Regions from separate parts of the Gossypium hirsutum genome. Here region 1 is linked to region 2. Evidence: chromatin contacts called from public Hi-C data. All regions are on one chromosome and are shown on one strand. Each heading gives the region's core, a stretch centred on a gene start, on an enhancer-like site or on the middle of the called end of the contact. The rest is flanking DNA. Distances are from core to core; before and after follow the strand shown.

Evidence for each region. Hi-C and Micro-C count contacts between places; a contact is called where the count stands out from the background.
Region 1: a Hi-C map of leaf shows a contact between it and region 2, with 2.3 times the contacts expected there. The contact joins the promoter of LOC107955191 here to the promoter of LOC107955180 in region 2. A contact is called at or near these places in 2 of 34 Hi-C or Micro-C datasets (both in leaf).

The regions. Positions count from the first base shown.
Region 1 is chrD04:13,838,807-13,841,625 of Gossypium_hirsutum_v2.1, reverse strand. It overlaps LOC107955191, which reads right to left and starts at 1,459. Exons shown (of 2, transcript XM_016890921.2): 1 at 1,237-1,459; 2 at 1-767. The coding sequence starts at 1,278. The coding sequence ends at 93.
Region 2 is chrD04:13,611,170-13,613,869 of Gossypium_hirsutum_v2.1, reverse strand. LOC107955180 (protein trichome birefringence-like 30) reads left to right here and starts at 1,323. Exons shown (of 5, transcript XM_041092012.1): 1 at 1,323-1,828; 2 at 2,058-2,150; 3 at 2,251-2,450; 4 at 2,566-2,700. The coding sequence starts at 1,793.

The DNA.
Region 1 (2,819 bases), core at 210-2,709, 230 kb before region 2:
TAATGCTTGGACATCGATAGTACCTGAAATCAAAGATGCCATGTGATCTTCAACAATACTTTTGACCTTGTACCTCATTCTTGCCCTTCATCTTAATACTCATTAAAATGTATGGCTCCAACTTTCCATACTATGTAAGTTGTCGTGAACATTACCGCGCTGATAAAAACGACCGAAAAGATGATTACAAGGAGATCATTTCCCCCTGGAAACTGAAAAGTAAGGCCTTGCTTTGGCATTCCTCGTTTGCTGTCATCAAACAAATTTGTAGGCGCTTCGGGAAGCCGAGATCTCTTTTTCCCCTTATCACTTTCCCTCATAGCATCCAGTACATTACTTCCCATCTCTGATTTAGATAGCTTTGACTCTGCGTAACGGCTTAGAACCCGAGCTGCCCTTAATCTTTCTTTAGCCGTTAGAGATACTTTTTTTGTTGTGGACTGTATATTTGGAGGTGATGAGGCCTCCTGCATCGGAGTTGAAGAAACCATTGAACCATTACTAGGCTCAGAGGTAGGGGAGCGCGATTCATTATCCAATGATGGGGGATTCAGGGCTGAAACTCGATCATCAGAAACCAGCTTCTCAGCATCACCAGAATCCTTTATGCTGCTATTCGCGACTAGTCGGTCTCTGTCTTCAACTGAAAGACATAATCCCCTTCTTTTTTGGTGTACAAGTCCCCCGGAGCCATACATTTGAAAGGGAGATACACTGGGGTTGGCCTTAAGAACCGAAGCTCCTCCAATACAGGATCTCGAGACATACTGCTATTCAGAATTGCAAATATATAGACATAAAACTAAATTAAAAAAAGTTCAAACCCATCAAAACACTATTATGGAATGTTATCAGCAGGAAAATACAAAGCCAGAATATGCAGTGTAACCAGAATAATGTTATAATGTGTAGCAAAATATAATATATAAGGCAACAAAGTTTGACAAGTTTTTACATATGAAAATGAAACAGGCTAAAATCAACAATCATTCATCCAAACCACCACTAAGATTAAATAAAGGAAAAGGAAATCAGGCTAAGAAAACAGGTTCTTGCATTAATCCACTTTTGGTTTTTTGGCTTATCGCTAGAACTACTGAAAACATGAGAATCCAGTTTAAAAAAACAACCAAATATGGCATAAAAAGCTTTTATGGAAACAAAAGAAACCAATCCCATTAAGAGCAAAAGTAGTAAGAATAATAAAGAAACAAGAGATAGATATGAGTTGCTCACCTTTAAATTAAACCCGAAGACTGAACTTAGAGAGACAGCCATGCTTTGGTTTGGTGGCTACCACCATAGAAGAGAATTGAGAATTGAGAAATCAGAGAAAAATCTACAGATGAAGGGCGCGCTGTGTTTATTATGTGGCGATGAAGTGAAGTAACGAAATCGAAAGAGATCAGCTGTTTGATTCTAGCACCACCGCCTCTCAATGAGCGTGAATGACACGCCCTGATCTTTGGCTTTTTTCTTTTAAGGGTAAACTACAGAAATCGTCACTTATATTTTGTTTAAATTACGTTTTGGTCACCAAATATAAATTTGTTATGAAATGGTCGCTAAGGTTATTGATTTGTAACTTTTTTTTGTCACTTATTAGTCATCAACCGCTATGTTAAATCATCATTTTGAACGAAAACTTTAGATCAAATTGCACATCTAATCCCTATACTTTTTTTAGCTATTTAATTTTGTTTTCTTTTTAACTTTCTTTAATCTTTTCCTTTTCCTTGTATTATTTATTTTCCTTATACTTTTCTTTCTTTTAAAAAAATATTTGAGAAGTAAAAGAAATAAAATTGTTATGAATATCTTATTAAGTGGATGTCCATCATGATCAATATAAAGGTTTGATATACTTTAAATTCTAATAGTTATTAGAATTAGATATCTACTTCTTTTATACTTCTTATGCCTATAAATAGAGACTCTGATGAAGTATTGTAAATCATCCCTTTGATTAATAAATCGCATTCTCTGTTGCTTTCATATTTTCTTTATTCTTTATTCTCCCCATCTCTCTTTATTTTATAACATGTTATCAACACGATGATTCTCTATTTTTTCAAAATCTTTCGAAGTCGTCCCACAAATCAAATTCCTTTTCACCTTAAACTTCCACCCTTACAACTTCATCTTCAGGATGTTGAAAGATTTCAATCTCAGAATGGATGCTCGTGATAATAGTTAAGGTGATGACAATGATGTTAAAGATCTTCAGGTATATTTTACTATGTTTTATTTATTATATCATGTTTATTATAATTGGAGACTAATCATGACAACATGACTAGATAGATTTTGATTTGAAATCTCACACATGTTTGCGATGGTGATTATGAAATAAAGAATCTATTAGGATGTTTATAAGTCCGTCCTATTAGATTTGTTGCATTCCTCGAAGTGAATGTAAACATAAAGAAAATAAAAGATATACTCATGGACCACTAAAAGTGGGAACATAGTAATAAATAAGAGAACAATGAGAGTTCTCAAGATAACTCTTCAAAGGGTAAAGATAACTTATGTTATCAATTTGATATGAAATATTATTGACCACATATGTGGCGTATGCCCAAATATTTTGTTTCTGTTAATATTCTTTGAGGAATTCTATCATTACAGATAGAAAATATTTATCTTATTTACTAATGAAACAAAAAAATATTATTCCAATATTTGATAGTACAAAATTAGTTGAAATCTCCAGAAGAGCTAATATATCAATATCTAAAAAGCACAAAATTTGTGATGGTTAATGCATTACGTTTAAAAGTTATTTGTAATGAATCTCATATTGTGATAATTCTATC
Region 2 (2,700 bases), core at 74-2,573:
ACGTGGACGCGATTTCGCGGAAAATGGCTCATTTCGATAAATAATTAAAAAATCGGCCCATTTCGGTAAATATTGAAAAAAAAGGGCTTTTTTTGGTAAAATAGTCAAAATATTCGGTTCCTTTTTCTTTTTAAATTTTTTCTATGTACATTTTACAACAGTATATATATTAACAAAGTTGATGTTTTGAGTTAATCAAATATTAATTCAGTAAATGTTAAAATGTTAATCGTTTTTCTCAATGTATTTTTTTGCATAATTTAAACCTAAAATAAATTTATGAGTAGTTAAATTTTATAGGTTTTGATACCACTATAAAGCATAACATGATAAGGAATCTAATTTAGCCATTCTAAAAGTTAAAAGAAATTGAAATCCATTAATTGTTGTCCACTCAACAGCTCAAACATGACTAAAAGTCCCAATATTTTTTAAGATGCAAATCAATCAAATTAACGGCCATATTAATGTTTTAACGGTTTTGGACTAAAAAAACAAAAAAATGATAACTCGATTGACTATTCTATAAATTTTAAAGTCGGTATTCTTTTACATTTTATTAATTAAACAATAAAAATTATCTAATAATCAAATAATAGATAATATAATATATCCAATAATCAATTAAGTAATCTTAAATTTAAGTTTTTTTATTAATAAAAGTAACCAAGGTAAAAATTCATCTAATATATATTCTTTTTGACAAAAAGAGATTTCTTTTTGAAGAAGAAAAGTAATTAGAGATAGAACAACAATGGCGTATTGTCCAACACAATGGTTGCCAATCATCAAGATCTCAAACATATGCTGTCAAACCCCATAAAGTAGAAAAAAAAGGAATCATCACCGATCACTTAGACATTAGCCACTAATGAAAATATTAATGCATAAATCCCTGTTTCTAATCGACTTTCGTTTTCATTGAAAGCCTTGCTTAATAATCAGACCAAGACCCCATAAGAGGGGGAGGCTGGGAGCCACCCCAACCCGATCGAAAACAGCAACCGGGGGCACCTAATCCGGATCAGCACCCATACAGTGACAACATTAGCGTGTCTAATCGTAAAAATTAGTTGGTTGTTTGATTTGCCACATTTTTTAATGAAACCAACGAAAATTAATTTAATGGATAAACCAGTAAATATCAACATTACTGGTTAAAACACATCAAGCAAGGTAAGAAAAAATTGTGGGTGGTAAAAAGTTCAGGCATTCTAAATTCGATCCTGTACAATCTTTATTCTTACCCTTAAAAAAAATAAAAACGAAAAAGAAACAGTAACGGAAGCTGTTGTTAGTTAACAAATGGGAGGTTGACTTATACCTATTAAAAAGGAAGTTAAAAACAGATAAAGAAGAAGATAAAATCCCAAGAACAGAAATTCAGTCTCTGATAGAGTGATAGAGAATCAGTAACAATGAGACCTTTTGATAAGACCCAAAGATGCAATTACTTCCCCATGCTAACCATTGTAACTTTTTCAACTTTGTTCTTTGCATTCTTTTGTTACAATCAATACATGAAAACCATTCCATTCCCAGATTTCAAACACCAACACCCCTTCCAGGAATCTTCAAACTCAACCTATGTTCAACTTCAAGAAACAAACAAAGCTGACGATGGCGACTATGAAAGGATTGTTTCGCCATTAGAAGAGTGTGATATCTTCACAGGAGAATGGGTTTTTGATAATGGGTCATCACACCCTTTATACAAAGAAGACAACTGTGAGTTCCTTACTGACATGGTGACTTGCTTGAAGAATGGAAGGCCTGAGTCTTTATACCAGAAATGGAGATGGCAGCCCAGAGACTGCTCTTTGCCCAAGTAAATACTTTCTTTCTCTAAGTACTTGGTAATTCTTTTCAGATTCATTCTTTTAGTCTTCCATTTTTCTTCAAGTATCTTGTTCCTTGCATATTTTGAAACGATATGCTACTCCATAAACCCTTGAATAGTTAAAAATTTTGGGTTAAGGTTTGAGGCAAATTTATTGCTGGAGAAACTTAGAGGAAAGAGGCTAATGTTTGTTGGGGACTCCATAAATTTGAACCAGATGCTATCTATGGTTTGTATGGTTCAATCTATTATCCCACCAGAGAAGAAGAGCTTTAGTTATGCAAGCTATACCACTGTCTTTAAAATGGAGGTAATTGCTTGCTACTGTTTCTACAATATTTTAACTCATTGATTGATTTCATACAAATAACTAAGAAAAAAAAATGAAAGAATTTGTTTGAACTGTGTAGGATTACAATGCTACAATGGAGTTTTACTGGGCACCATTTCTGGTTGAATCCAATGTAGACCCTCCAACAATGAGGTATGGCACAGTGGTTCCTGTAGTCAAGCTTGAATCAATCTCAAAACACGGGGATAACTGGAAAAATGTGGATTATCTCATATTCAATACTTATATTTGGTGGAGGTACCCCACTATGAAAGCTCTGTAAGTTCTTACATTTGTTGTCTTTTACATTCTTTAGTACATATGGTTCTGAAATACTAGAAAATTTCACTCAATTCTTTCTTCAAAACTGACCTAAAAGGCAAGGATCTTTCAGTAATGGGGCAACGGATTCTGTCGACATTGATCAGAATGTAGCATATGAGAGGGCTTTGAAATCATGGGCTAAATGGGTGGAAGAAAATGTTGATTCTAGTAGAACTTCAGTGTTCTTCAGCAGTATGAGTCCTAC